Regions from separate parts of the Sus scrofa genome. Here region 2 is linked to region 1. The links are chromatin contacts, called in public HiChIP or PLAC-seq maps. All regions are on one chromosome and are shown on one strand. The core of a region is the stretch at or near the end of the contact, and the rest is flanking DNA. Distances in the headings are between cores, read along the strand shown.

What was found. HiChIP or PLAC-seq counts read pairs in DNA pulled down with a chosen protein or histone mark.
Region 2: a contact with region 1 is called in an H3K27ac HiChIP or PLAC-seq map of alveolar macrophages. The contact joins the promoter of NDEL1 here to the promoter of CTC1 in region 1. A contact is called at or near these places in 2 of 47 Hi-C or Micro-C datasets (embryonic fibroblasts and epiblast stem cells) and 1 of 2 datasets of contacts at active chromatin or transcription factors (alveolar macrophages).

The regions. Positions count from the first base shown.
Region 1 is chr12:53,449,385-53,457,233 of Sscrofa11.1, reverse strand. CTC1 (CST complex subunit CTC1) reads left to right here and starts at 3,085. Exons shown (of 25, transcript XM_003358277.3): 1 at 3,085-3,186; 2 at 6,986-7,152. The coding sequence starts at 3,154.
Region 2 is chr12:53,598,531-53,606,379 of Sscrofa11.1, reverse strand. NDEL1 (nudE nuclear distribution E homolog (A. nidulans)-like 1) reads right to left here and starts at 4,547. Exons shown (of 9, transcript NM_001243862.1): 1 at 4,396-4,547.

The DNA of each region.
Region 1 (7,849 bases), core at 1,836-4,335:
GGAAACCAGCAAAGTACGGTGGGCCAGTGGCAGCCTGGCAACAGCAAAAAGTGGTTGCCACCTTCAGGCCTGAAGGGACAAAGGGAGAAATGGTGTTGTCAGCTAGAAGAGAGATGGAGCCATGGAAGAAGGGCATTCAACAGACGAAGGAAGTCACTGCCATAAGCACAGTGTTGAGGGAGAAGCATACTGGGTTATCTCTCCTTCAGTACTGAGTCCCTGAACTAAATGTCTCCCACTAGCCAAACCTAATCAGAAGCCTGAAGGCAAGAAACCTGGAGTGAGTGGTGTGCCAGGGTGAGCAGAGGACCTAGCCCAGGGGTCTTTTTAAAGAATCAAGCAACAGAGACAGTCAGAGGAAAAAGTGAAAGTCTTTATCTTCACCCCCTCCCACATTCCAGTCCCCTCCCAGTTCCAGGGCCAACTCTAGGGTAAGAGACTTAAAGATGCAACATTTGATGGATTTAGGTGCCTCACTTGCCTCACCCTAACTCCAGCCCTGCCCGGGACATGACAGTTTTTACCTGTTTAGTAGGTAAAGAGTCCAGGCTGTACCCTCTGGCTCTCTTCTAACAGAGGCCACTTGTTGATTCTTGGAATCTGAGCATTCCAGGCTTCTTTCCCTTCTGACACTCCCTGGTTGCATCTCATGCCTGTCTTCCAGCTCCATCTGGGAGACTTAGTTGCACAGCTCTGACTGGTCCTGTCTCCTCCACATTCTAATCCTCCCAGGGTAACACAACATTTCAGCTTTCACTTCACATGATGACTTCTAGATTCATTTGTTTGGCTCTGATCCTTCTCCTGACTTGGGTCCCATATCTCCAGCTATCTGCTGAGCAAGCATAGCCTGTTCAAGATCTCTGGGCCTGAGACAGCTCCCAGTCCTCCATATTCTCTCCTTCTGTAACAGATTTTGTGGCCCTCTCACTTGATCCTGTATGCTGCTGCAGATTAAGCTGCTAACTTGACCTTTTTAGGGCTACAGGCACAGCATGTGGAGGTTCCCAGGAGAGGGTCAAATTGGAGCTGCAGCGGCCAGCCCACACCACAGATGCAGCAAAGCAGGCAATGCCGGATCCTTAACCCACTTAACAGGGCCAGGGTTCAAAGCATGCTAATCTGGTTTGTTACCGCTGAGCCACAAGGGGAACTCTGCTAACTTGGCATTTAAATCACACCAATAAATGTGGTGGTTGATCCAGTTCATCTTTCTTGGATCACTGTAGCTCAAGCTCAGTTCTCCTCCAGTGAACTATCAGAAGTAAATCCCAGGATATAGGGCACATCTTCGTGGACTTGGTAAATAGAGGGGAGTCTTCTAGAGTTGAGAAATTTTGAATGCAAAAGGAATGATTAGGTTTGGACCTTTGACTAGGCTCTGATTTGTGTTTAAAAAGGGAGAGAGTGCAGCTGGAGTGAGGGAGAGCTTTCAGCCTCCCTGGGGGAAAGCTCTTGTTGTTGTTTTGGTAAAAAGAAAAGGAACATATCGCTGATGTCATAATGGGAAATAATAGCAAAGAAAGATTTTTCCTTATAAATAACTTGGTACCACAGTGCATAATTGGTTCATGCAATAAGGAACAGATGCTCATCAAATGAAGTTGAATTAGGGAATACTATAACTTGTAGAATTAAAGTATTTATTTTTCTGTTATGACCAGAGCATTCTTATTGTCTCAAATGTTTATACTTACTATATTCATTTGTTTTTGGTCTTTTTAGGGCTGAACCCACGGCATATGGAGGTTCCCAGGCTAGGGGTCTAATCAGAGCTGTAGCTGCTGGCCTGTGTTTGGACCTGCCCTTTGGAACCTGGGAAGGTCTTGCAGGCTGAAGCTTATTTCCTAAAAACAAGAAATGGGGGACACAGAAAGGCCTGTGCCCAGTAGCCCCATAGGGCCCAGCTTGGTTTCAAAAATACAAAGAAAAATTAGAGCTCTCATTGTGGCTCAAGGGCAACAAATCTAACTATGATCCTCAATCCCTGGCCAGGGATTGAAGGATCCAGCATTACCGTGAGCTGTGGTGTACATTGCAGGCAAGGCTCCCACCTGGTGTTGCTGTGGCTGTGGCTGTGGCATAGGCCCCGCAGCTACAGCTCCAATTTGACCCCTAGCCTGGGAACTTCCATATGCTGCAGGTGTGGCCCTTAAAAAAAAAAAAAAGGAAAGAAAAAAGAAAAATTGAATAGGACAAAGCTCCTAAGTATTCAGTCAACTGGGAGAGACAGTTAAATAACTACAGCAATGAGTTAAGGGCACAGGCAAGTATGATGATGTGCTCTGGCTGCTTTAAGGAGGAAACATTTCTCTCTGCTTGGCGGATCAAGAGATGGGAGGATACTTAGGAGTCACCCGCCAGGCCAGCTTTGTTTGAGTTCCTGAGCTCCCTCATTCTGTTGCTGAATTGAAACACACAGAGTTTCAGCTAAAGGAGAAAAAGATAGTTTTATTGCTTTGCCAGGCAAAGGGGGCCACAGCAGGCTAAAGCCTTAAAGACTGTACCCCCTCTGGAAGGGGTTAAGAGGTGGTTTTAGAGTTTGAGGAGTGGAATAAGGATCAGGGCCACAGATAAGGATCACAGTAGAGGCAAGCCTGCATTGTTTCTCAAAGCTGCTGTTTAGTGGCCCCAGAACTGGTTCTGGTGGTCCTTCTTCCCAGAATAAAGACTGTTTCATCAAGTAGTTCTTCCATTTGTTGCTGGTGTTTGTTCTACAGAAAGGCTCAAAGATACTGTTATGTATATTCCTCCAAGAGGAACCAGGACCCTGCCCCAAGGCTACACTTCTCCTTCTGGGTCTCTGCAACCCCTCCCTTCCCTGATTACAACTGCCCTTTGGAACTCAGGGAGAGTCGTGGAGGCTGAGGCTTACTCCCTAAAAACAAGAAATGGAGCCCACAGAAAGGCTTAGGTGCCTAGGAGCCCCACAGGGCACTAGCTCGGTCCCAATCCCAGGGATGCCAAATAAGATGTCACTAGAGAAAATGTCAGGGCTGCCAGCACTGCGGACAGAGGCGGGAGTAGAGACGGACTGACGCAGAATGGGGAGGAGTCGGAGGTGGAGCCAGCGACGCGCCCGCCGATGACGTCACGTCCCAGCCCTCCCCAAGCTCTGGGCGCGCTTTTCGGAGGCGGGATCTCGGGCGTGTCATGGCGGCCTGCCGGCCTGAGGCGCCTGGCTGCGTGAGTTCTCCTCACCGTCCCGTTCCCTCGTCCCTTTTTATCTTGTCTGTCCCAGCTTTTCTTTCTTCTCGTACAACCCGCATCTCGCCTCTTTGCCTCTCTGGCTTCGCCGGCTGCGGCCGGGTGAGGGGGTCTGTGAGGCGGTTCGTGCCGCCCCTCCCACTGATTCTGCGAATGTTTTCAGTCCGAGACGCCTGCGGCGGCGGCTGTGAACCCTAAACAGGTCTCTGCCCACTGGTTGGGCTTCAAGCCCAGGAGAAAGCCAGGAGCAGACTAACGGCAAACTGTGGCGCTTTGAGTTCCTGGGGGAGATCCCTGACGCAGCTGTAGGGGAAGGGTGACCGATAATCCCGAAAAGCTTCCGAGGCTCCAAGTGCGTGCAGGAGCCAGCAAAGCGAGAGAGAGAAAAAAAAGGCTGTAAAAGAAGTTTCAAGGCCGGGCAAAAACATGTTCAAAGGCAAGAGATAGAGAACGTGTCTTTGAAAAACTGAAAAAGGTCAACTGGATGATGGTGGAGGTGGCAGAGCTGACTGACGGTCTCTCTCTTTTTTTATTTTTCCCCCTGGAAATGACAGTCATGTATCTTGTAAGTCTAGGTACGTCGTGACTTCAGCTGAGGATAATTGGGAATTAATTGAAGGGTTTTAAGCAGAAGAGTGATTGGATGAGATTTGTTTTCATTTCCTGAGGTAGCAATGTAGCGAGTGGACTAGAGAGTCCGTTAGAAAAGGCCGTGGTTTTAAATTTGATAAGAGGTGATACTGACCCCGACCATGGCAGCAACGTTGAGGTTCCAGAGGTGAGGACAGAGTAAAAAGATAATTAGGAGATGGAATCGAAATTAAGTAAAGTCTGCGGATTAATACTGAGTATAGGCTGAAGTTTGAGAACACTGTACACTTTCTTTTCAACCCCATCCCACTAGTTGGTTTTAAGAGCCAGTGAGGCTGATTTTTCCTAAATCTCTACTTTAGCTGAGAGGCTCTCCTGAGCTCTAGTTAGATCCATCTGCCTATCAGATTCTCCACCTGCTAACCTACAGGCACCACACAGGCCCAATACTGAACTTTTCACAAAATCTACCCCTCTTCTAATGTTCATTAACTTAGCAAATAGTATCCTCAACCAAATTGTGCTACCCTGAAATGTGGATGTCCTCTTTAGCTTCATCTTTTCCTACAAGATCCAAGTTCAGTATGCACTCTGGCACCAACTCCCACCCACCCCTTAACGCCTGGGCCTGGATTCTGATTCAATAGATGGGATCACCTAAAAATCAGCTGCATTTTAACAAAACTTTGGTGAGTTTAAGGCAGTGATACCACGTTGAGAAACTGATATTCAGTGTGCCAATGGACAGGTCCTCAAGAATAGTAGCGAAAGAGAAGACCCAGAGAGGAAGACAAAAAGTGTGGGAATCAAGCTTTGATTATGTTGTGGGCAATTCTAAGTGATTACCTCGTCCAGGGTGGTGGTTTTTTTTTTTTTTTTTTTTCTTTTTAGGGCCGCCCCGTTGCATATGGAGGTTCCCAGGCTAGAGGTCAAATCGGAACTACAGCTGCTGGCCTATGCCACAGCCACGCAGGGTCCGAGCTGCATCTGTGGCCTACACCACAGTTCATGGCAATGCCAGACCCTTAACCCACTGAGTGAGGTCAGGGATCAAACCCGCAACCTCATGGCTCCTAGTCAGATTCATTTCCATTGCACCACAACGGAAACTCCACCTGGGCAGGTTTTTGACAACCCTGACCATGAAGAGAGTGTTTGAGGTGGATGAAGGTCAGTGATAGGACTATCGACAAGGACACTGAAGTCATCTAGACTTCGAACTCTAGTTTTTCAAGCACTTTTCTGTTTTGTCTTTTTAGGGCTGCACCTGCAGCATATGGAAGTTCCCAGGCTAGGGGTCAATGGGAGCTAAGCTGCTGGCTCCAGCCTCGCCAAGTCCGAAGTGCGTCTGTGACCTACACCACAGCTCAGAGCAACGCTGGATTCTTAACCCACTGAGCGAGGCCAGGGATGGAACCTGCGTCGTCATGTATACTAGTTGGGTTTGTTTCCACTGAACTGAAACGGGAACTCCCTCAAGCTCTTTTTGAGTTGCTAAAGGTTAACTGAATGTGGAGGAGTGACCAAAGGCTAAAGAGAGGAGCACTGGAGGAACAGGGATAGAGCTATAATGGTTTAGAATTATCACTGGGGATCAAGGAGGAAAAGGTCCTACCTACCCCTAAGTATAATTGAACTCTGTTGCTATTTTATTTTATTTTTTTGTCTTTTCTTGAGCCACTCCTGCGGCATATGGAGGTTCCCAGGCTAGGGGTCGAATCGGAGCCGTAGCCACCAGCCTATGCCAGAGCCACAGCAACGCGGGATCGGAGCCGCGTCTGCAACCTACACCACAGCTCACGGCAATGCCAAGTCCTTAACCCGCTGAGCGAGGCCAGAGATCGAACCTGAAACCTCATGGTTTCTAGTCGCATTCGTTAAGTACTGAGCCACGACGGAAACTCCTGTTGCAATTTTAAAATAAACTTGCCCAGCACTGGGAGTGGGCCAAGCTAGTTTCCTTCCCTAGAGTTTTTTTTTAGCCCACATCCTAACTACAAAGAAAGAACAGGAAACAATTCCAGTGGGATTGCATCTTATGTATATTTAGCTTATCAGAACTCAGGTGTATGCACTTCACTGAAAAGGAGGGAGGATGATTAAAAATTATTCTCTGTCTAGGTCTTTTTTTTTTTTTTTTTTTTTTGCTTTTTAGGACCACACCCTCGACATATAGAAGTTCCCAGGCTAGGGGGGATGAATCAGCTACAGCTGCTGGCCTACACCACAGCCACAGCAACTCGGAATCCAAGTCGCATCTGTGACCTACACCATAGCTCATGGCAATGCTGGATCCTTAACCACTGAGGGAGGTCAGGGATCGAACCCACATCCTCATGGATACTAGTCAGGTTCTTTACCACTGAGCCACAATGGGAACTCCAGAGGAAAATACTTTTATGTAATGTCTATTATTAGGCACTTTTCCACGTACATATTAGTGTACAGGATTGTGGACTGTTTTTTAAGAGCAATTTAAAGGATTTTTTTCAAGGGTGAATTTTTTTTTTTTTTTTTGATCATATGTGCAGCTTGTGGAAGTTTCTGGGCCAGGGATCAAACCCACACCTCAATTATGACCTGCACCACAGCTGTGGCAATGCCAGATCCTTAACGCACTGTGCCACAGGGGGACTTCCTCAAGGGTGACTTTGCTAGCTTTAGAATCAGACCCCATGTAAAATGGAATACCGCTGTCTCAGTAGAGGTGTGTGTACAGTACCATGGGAGCTCCAAGGAGGGAGCAGCATTCTGCCTGGGATGCTCAGGGAAGGGTTCACAAAAAATGCCCTTTCTAATTGAGCACTTTAAGGATTGGTACATCTTTGTAAAAGAAAGAGGCAAGACCAAAGTTGGATGGCCAGTTGTCTTAAGTTGATTGGCTGAGCTAAGACCAAGCTCTAAATTCCTTTTTTTTTTTTTTTTTTTTTTTTTGGCTGCACCTGCGTCATATGGAAGTTCCCGACCAGAATTGAACCCACACCACAGCTGTAGGCAGAGCTGCAGCAGTGATAACGTGGGATCTGCAACCCTCTGAGTCTCAAGGGAACTCAAACTCCTTTACTTTTCATCTTCATTTACATTCCCTCTTGATTTTTTTGAAAAATCTGTTCCTTTATTCTTCCCCAAATTTCCTTGGTGAACAGGATGGTCAGGAAGGTATTTCAAGTAACTTCACTTTTCTCAGGAGGAGCAAGCCTGGCTTGAGTCTGCCCGGGCCTTCATCCAAGAGACGCTGTGCCCACCTGGCAAGGAGCCTAATATCCAGTTGACTCAGTTGGTCATTGACCATGTGAAGACTATCTGGTCATCCCAGGGAAGGAACCAGGGTTTTACACTGCCCCTCAGCTACAGGTAAGGGGAGATGGGGTTCAGGGGAAAGTTAAATTTGGGATTGGAAAAGAAGGACCTGTTTGAAAAGGGGGAAATGACGAGTTCCCTTGTGCTCCATTGGGTTAAGGATCTGGCATTGTCGCTGCTGTGGCTCAGTTCAGTTGTGGACTAGGGAACTTCAATCTGCTGCAGGCCCAGCTGAAAACATTAACAAAAAATAAAAAGTGGAAATGAGATGAGTGAGGGGAAACGTACTAAGGGGAGGAAAAGTGGTCTAAACAAAACCCCCTTCTGCCAATCTTTCCCACTATCCATCAAGCTGCTTTCTTTTTCCTGCAGTTCTCTTTAATTGGTTCAAGTCAAGTTTATAGGGAAGAGGGGCGTGGCTTTGTGTGAGAAGATAGAAAATATGAGGGGAAAACCCTCAAAGTGGGGAGAGAGTTTGATATTAGTTCATTTTGTGCATTAGGAAACTAAGATACAGACCAAGTGCAGTTATTTGTTTTTGTTTTGTTTTGTGGCCACACCTGAGGCATATGGAAGTTCCTGGGCCAGCAATTGAATCCACGCTATAGCTGTGATCTACATTGCAGCTGTGGCAACACTGGATCCTTTTCTCTGTTTTTTTTTTTTTTTTTTTTTTTTGTCTTTTTAGGGCCACATCTGCAGCATATGGAGGTTCACAGGCTAGGGGTCTAATTGGAGGTGTAGCCTCTGG
Region 2 (7,849 bases), core at 3,298-5,797, 150 kb before region 1:
AGACGTTTTTTAAAGATTTCAAGTTCAAAATTTTAATTTACTGATTTTATATTACTTCACACAACTGAGATAAGCTCCACAATTTTATAACTCTACGTCAATTTCCTATTTTTGGTCTTAAATTTACCACACATTTAGTGTGTTGTTCCCTTTTAAGCCTCTAGGATTCGGTGAACAAATCCATATTCTTCTACAGTCCCTTTCCATATTAAAGACTTGGTGATAAGAGCTTTCAGACTTGCTCTTCACAAAGTGAGTATTTCTTATCTGTTTAGCTTATATTCACTTAGCAGCCATCTCAGTCCCTTAAATATTTTTACTGTCATGCTTTGGCCCTTCTCCAGATAACATATATGCCTTTCTGGAGTTGAGTGACCGGTGCTACTTCAGTATTTCAACATTCTATTCACCCGATACTTTGCAACTTTCCAGCACTCCGTCCGTTACTTCGCAGCATTTGATGAGTCTGGCGCTGCTGTGGTCCGAGGGCCAGTGTGCTTCTGGGCCTTTGTAATGACTCCTAGATGTTTTGCACGCCATCAAAAAGTCATCTGAATGTACTGAATGTGGAACCAATCCTTCTGCACACAGAGTTAGGGTTGTTTTTATGCAAATGTTATCACTCACAGGCCCAGTTTGAAACCTTTCTGTGTTAGACTGGTTTTTTTCCTGTTCTAATTGATCCATTCATACAGTATCAGAGGACCTACAGCAGCTACTGCTTTGAAGAGTGCTTAGAGGAATCTCACTGTTTACACCTGCACAGCTGTGGGAGTACTATAAAGTACCCATTTGTCCCTGATTTCTGGTTCTTAAATAGGGCCATATTCTTAACACTACCAATTCTTCCATCATTGTCCCCTAGCAGCTCACGTTTTAAATAGCCATTCATGTGAAACTTCTTGAGACTCTATTTCTTGTATCCTTGTCTAACTACTTGGCTGAGTGTCAAGTAAGTCTAGCAAAACTTTTTTTTTTTTGCTTTTTAGGGCTGCACCTGCGACCTATGGAGGTTCCCAGGCTAGGGGTCTAATGGGAGCCACTGCTGCTGGCCAATTCCACAGCCATAGCAAGGCAGGATCCCAGCCATGTTTGCAACCTACACCACAGCTAACAGCAACACCAGATCCTTAACCCACTGAGCAAGGCCAGGGATTGAACCCACAACCTCATGGTTCCTAGTTGAATTTGTTTCCGCTGCTCCACAACGGGAACTCCTCTAGCAAAACTATTTTAATATGTATTTTCATTTCACACACTTCTCTGTTTTCTTGAATCTTATTTGAACTGAATATTGACTACAACTTTTCTAATAAAAAGACTACTTTTACAACTCACTTATTGGTCCGTCAAAGAGTATTATAACCTATGCCAGGAGCCTTTTACTAAAATGAACAACAGCTTTTCCAGAACAAACCAATTAAAAACACTTAATGGGGAACAAGTGGTCAGAGCAGCAAAGCGTAGCTGTTAAGAGCCCAGACCTGGAGCCAGACTGCCCAGGTCTGAATGAGAGTCCTCCACTAGCTGACCTTGGGCGAGTTAGCTAATCACTCAGTGACCCATTTCCTCGCCTACAAAATGGGGAAAATTATTAAAAACAGGGGTGTTTTGAAGACTGAGTTAGTATTTGCACGTACTTAGTACAGAGTCTAGCACACAGTAAACACAGCATAAATTTTATTATTTTAAAAAACTGTGGTTCAGTTGCTGACCTCTGAAGTACAACCACAAAATAAATGCGCTTCAGAATTTATAACAAATGACTCCTTAAAATTAATCACTTCTGGAAGCTATGTGCATATTTCAGTGATACCACCATTACTGAAAACATTTCTACAATCTCTTTAGAAATAGCCTTAATGAACTAGATTAAAAACTAAACAAAAAGCTCTTTCTTTGTGGTCCCACCTCGCTTCAACTGCTTCCTAATATCATCCAGCTTTATCACTCTAATCACGCTAATTTTATTCATCAGATTTATTCTTTCCAAAAATCAGATTTTTTTTTTTTTTTTTTACAGATAACAAAAATGTGCTGCCACTGCAGATATTCAAAAGATGTTCTCAGGGGCAATAAAGACAATCTGTTCATTTTGCTTCAAGTTACAGCAGGAGGATGTGTTCACTGTGTTATCTGAAACTTTGTAACTGGAGATATCAGGCTATAGAGAGTTGGCCAACACAGAAAACTACACTGCTAAAAACAAATAAATAAATAAATTAGCTTTAATGACACATCTATAATCTTGAAGCTGAAATGAGGGTAGATGATCATATACTCTTTGCCGATACCCAATCTTCCCTCAACGCCACGTCTCATGGATGGGGCGTCTCATGGATGGGGCGTGACCCCGAAACAACTCTTACCTGGGTCATTAGCATACGGTATATGACCTTCAGCTGTCTGGCAGCTGACAAATCAACTCATTACGGCATAAAACAGCCTTTCAAAATGCTGTATTTACAAAGAAACTATTCTTTGTGCAATGGTAAGAAAATTCATTTTATATGAACTGTCTCTTTGTTGATCGTTGCAGAATGGACTCCTGAGGCTGGAAAAGTTCTTCTGGAATTCACCGTAGATAATAAATACCTTTTTACGAAATTCTTCTACTTCTCCCAAAAGTAACAATTACAGAATTTCAAACTTTTCAAAGTTGAGCATAAATATGGTCTCCCTCTTGGTCCTGACTTATTTTTCTACCTTATAAAGAGCAAAAACTTATGTCAGAAGTAATTTTAAGCTTTAGTAACCAAATTTACCCCAGCATGACTTAACATGAAAATAAAAATAAGTGTTGGAGAGATCATGAAAGCAACATCTAAGTTTTTACTGAGGTTTCTACTTATTTTAAGCATTCCTCACCCAATTTCAATTTATTTAATTAAAAAAACCTAAACAGGGAATTCCAGAGCAGTAGCGTAGTTAGATTTGGGGCTTTCACCTGTGGCCTGGGGTCAATCCCTGGTCTGGGAACTGAGATCCCACATCAAGCCACTGCACACCACAGCCAAAAACAAAAAATTTACGCCAAAACAGGAAAAAAAAAAAAAGCTTCATAAGATTTAGCAACTTCTATCTGAATCAGGTCAATGTGAAACCAGGGCTGGCCAAAGGGGGGATTTTGTTCCTTATGACATCTGATTTTAAACAACTTAATAAAAATTCAGAGGAAATATTTTAGTTCCCTTTTATTCTCTTCAACACGACTTAATGCTGCATTTTACCCCCCCAACTTCATGACTTAGCAAAGCCATTACCCTCTTTCATAAACAAATTAAAAGCAACACAACTTATCAGACAAAATAATTAGCCAACCGTGGACAAGTTTCAGCGTAGGATTTTTCTTAAAACTGAGCAGCAATCCTCATCCTAGGTGGGTCTGCTGAAAAAAATTTGAATAAATCTTCTACTAGCTTCTGGTATAGTTCTGGCAAGTCAAATTTACTATTTTGCTCTCCAGCTGAGAAGGATGTAAAAATCTCACGGAAAGAAACCACAACTCCAGGCAGGGAGACGCAAATTCTGAACCAAGAGAAGCCTCTCACTGGTTGGTGGAATCCACAGAATAAATCACCAAAACCCCCACCCGACCTGGTCTCAATTTCTCTATGGGTAGAATCACAGACAACCACTAACGAGGTGATGAGGTTCAAAGCCGAGATAACAAGGGTGTTCTCAAACGTGTAAAGGCGCCTAGAGAAACGTAATGAAATTATCCGTGAAGCACCCTCAATTCCCAGGCAAACCTTAAAAGGGTCACTTCGTTGCTTACCAGCTAAAAAACAAAGGCGAGTACAAGCAACCCGAACCCGTTTGGTGACACTTTCCTGAACTCCGAGAGGGGTAATTAGCAGTTCGGAGCTGGCAATCACAGGAATGCCACCGGAGCTCAAGGTGGGCAGCTTCCGCTCTCGCCCCCCGTGGGAGAGAAGCAACGAGAATTCAGAATCCAACCTGGCTCCGAACCACCCTCCAGATGAAGGGATGCGGGATGGGGGCTGGGGAGGGGGAGGGCTGGGCGCGCCGCTGCCACCTCCAGCGGAGCCACCCCTTGCGCGACCAGCTTCCCGGCCCACGGTGCCACGTCCCGGCCTCCGTCCCCGCCATCCCTCACCCCACCCCCGGATGCGGGCACATCCTCCGGAGGCCGCCCGGCTCGCTCCCTTCCAGGCGCCCCAGGTGGGCCACACCTCGGACCAGGGCGGGGAGGGGGCAGTTAGAGCGGTTGAAACAGTTGGCCCCGGACTGGCCGCCCCAGAACCCGGGCCCGGCCCAGCCCGGCGGGGGCTCGGACACAGCCCCCGGGGCTGGCAGGCTCCGCGGGGACAGGCCTCGGCGCCGTCGGCCGGGTCCGGCGCCCTCGGGAGCGGCCCCGCACGGCAGGCTCACCTCCAATGTGTCAAAAGCGCATGTTCGCCACCGCTCGACCGACGTCTCCGCTCCGCTGGCCTGGCCAGGCCCGCCCAGCCGCTCGGCTCCGCTCCCCGCCGCAGTCCTGAGCTCCACTCCGCGCACCTCCGCGCCCGGCTCCTCCCCGACACGTCAGAGGCTGCCTGGGTGTCCGAGGCCATTCTGTGACGCACGGGGGCGGGGCCCGAGCATGCGCACGAGCGCGCGGGCGGCTAGGGCGGGGCTGTGGCAGGGATGGCGTCACACGGGGCCGGGCCGGGCCGGCGCGCTGACGTCAGGCTGGCGGAGGCCTTCTGCGCAGGCGCCCCGGGCCCGCGCGGCGTGCCGTTTACGACTTTCGCGGGTCCCCGGAAAGACTCTGCGTTCCGGAAAGTGGCACTACCGTAGATGAGAACCCGCCTCCCAGTTTTCATCCACCAAACCCTACAAGTGTCTGTTTCGGGGTTCCCGTTTGAAAGAAGAATCTCGGCTCAGATCTCACATCCGAGTCCACCCCGACCACCCAATACCGTACCAGGTGTATTCTAGCACCGTCACACTCTCACACGGAGCTATGTCGGTTTAAGGGCACGTCCACTAGCTGAAATTTTATGCTACTTCTTGTCTTCCTCCAGTAAGATGTAAGTTCCATGAGAACCGGAACCTCATTCCTTGCTTATCCCAGCAGATAGCTTGGTCCCAGGGTGGGTGCTCAGATATTTGTTGAATGAGTGAATGGATTCATTGAGGGCACCAAGGGAATATAAATATATCCATGTATATGTACATATGTGCGTACGTGTTTTCATCCCTTCAGGGCCCCCAACTAATGGAATCCATATATATGTACATCCCCTAGGAGACTTGGAGAAGAAGACTTGGGGGTGTGGAGGGAGAAGGTGGGGAGAGACTGGCTCAGAAAGGAGAGAAATGAAGGGCAGCTGATTAGTGTGTGGAAACTTGGAGAAAGAGAAGTGTTTTAAAAGCAATTTTAGGAACTTTGGACGTTTCACGTACCCTGTAATTCTCTTATGTCAGTGCTCTTGGGACTGGATTTGTGGGGCTTTTGGACACAATGATGTGTTGGTACGAGCCTCAAGGCATGGACATAAAGGGGAACAGCACAAAATGGATTCTAAGAGATGTCCAGTGAAAATCTGAAAAGTGATTTGGGGTGTTAGAAAGTATGGAACTTTGAGTTAGACTCTGAAGGAGAGCAGGTTGAACAGTTTACTTTTGCTGTGCCCTTTGTATGTACTGGCAGGTGTGCCAAAGGCTTTGTCTGCATAATTCAATTCTCACAATAACCCCATGAGATAGGTACTGTTATTATTCCCATTTTACCAATGAGGAAACCGAGACTAAGCGAGATGAAGTTGCCCAATGTCACTCAACTAGAAAAAGGAGTTTTCGGAGTTCCCTTCGTGGCTCAGTGGTTGACGAATCCGACTAGGAACCATGAGGTTGCGGGTTCAATCCCCAGCCTTGCTCAGTGAGTTAAGGATCTGGCGTTGCCGTGAGCTGTGGTGTAGGTCACAGACACAGCTCAGATCCCGCGTCTCTGTGGCTCTGGCGTAGGCCAGTGGCTACAGCTCCAATTCGACCCCTAGCCTGGGAATCTCCATATGCCGTGGGAGCAGCCCTCAAAAGGCAAAAAGACAAAAAAGAAAAGAAAAAGGAGTTCTCACAGTTCAAACGCACCTAGTCTGGACTGTCTAACTCCAGAAACCATACTACTAACCACTCCTGTACTGCCATTCAAGGAGGACTATTAATAAGGACCATTAATTGGGCCAGAGCAGTGCGCTAAGAGTTGTACATACACTTCCTCTCTCAGTCCTCACAGGCAGCTTGTGAGGCTGGAATTATTATCTCCATTTTATGTTTTGGAAAACTGAGGCCTAGGGGAGCTGGGGTTTAAACCCAAGCAGGTCTTGGAGTTCCCACTATGGCACAGTGGGTTAAGAACCCAAATGCAGCAGCGTGGGTCACTGTGGAGGGGCGGGTTCCATCCCTGGCCCAGCACAGTGGGTTAAGGATCTAGCACTGCCACAGCTGCAGCTCAGATTCAGTCCCTGGCCCGGGAACGTCCATAGGCTGCAGGTGCAGCCATTAAAAACAAAAAAAACAACAAAAAACCCAAGCAGGTCTTAGTCCAAGCCCAGTGACCTGAGAGCTCGTGGAAGCTGTTTCAGGCTCTGGGGCTCTGCTTTCCTGGCTGAAGCTGTGCTCTGGTGGATGAGATCACAGGCCGAGAGGTGATTAAGCAGGGCGGCCTTCCTGTGGACCTCGTGCCAAGATAGAACAGTCCCACCCCAAGAGGAAAAAATAAAAGCTGCAACTCTGATCCCTGTCTCCTGGCTGAAGTCCTGGGAAGCACACTGAGTCACCTAATGGCAGGCCACGCCCTCCAGAAAGTGTTGGCGTCATCTTCCAGGCCACCACCCCTCCCACACAGCCTGGACCCAGAACTTGCGTTTATCAGGCCTGGTGTGTTGGCCTCATCTTAATGAATGGGCTTTGCTTGGCAGGGTTCTCAGAAGTATCCAAGCCCCATACTGATCTCCTTTCTCTGTGTCTGTTGAGTTTTCTCCCAAGTAATAGCGACCTGTTCCCACTCCCCACTTGCAGTGTGTCCCTCCCGGGAAAATCAAGCGAAAATGAAGACAGAGGGCAGCCTCCAAGGGGAAAAGAGGTTAAAAAGTCAGCTTTGTGAAGGGTTGAGGATCTGGCATTGTCACTGTTGTGGCTCCAGTCACTGCTGGGGCACAGGTTCGATCTCTGTGGTTCCAGCCACAGGTGTAGCTCCCTCCCCAAAAGAGAAATCAGCTTTGTGAAGGTAGAAAGGTGAGTGAGGATTGCCCGACCCTGTCTATATAAACCACTCGGAAGGGGTTTGCTGAGCCATGGGTCCCCTTCCAAGGTCTTTCGTGGATCGAGCCACGGTGGTCAGGGTCGAAGTCTCTTGAGAGCATCACATCGTCCCTTCAGCAAACTCTGAGACTCAGGAAAGGAAGGCCAGGTTCCACCGCTGGGGGAGGGGGCTGAGCAGCTTCCTTGGGAGAGGTCCAAACACTGACACAGACGCTAGCTAATGAGAACGTGGACCCTGGCCACATCACTCATCAAAAGGGACACAGTGCCCACGGGTCTGCCGTGAAAACTCTTAAGGAGATGGGGCGTGTGTACCGTTGACTCAGAGGAGCGGACAACTCAAAGGCTGGATTCAATCTCATCGCTACATTTTGGGGGCCAAAATTTTCTAAGCCTCAGAGGCATAGATCAGGCAGGGCTGGCTGGTTGCTAACAGCTGCTGTCCGCCGTCACCAGCTCCAAGGCTTCATGTCTAAACCGCAAGCAGATTTTCCATTTCCACCAGCTGAAACTTCCAAAAAGGGTTTCATCTTTCTGCCGGTGTCATCACTCCCCCTGTCACTAAGGCACAAATGCCTCG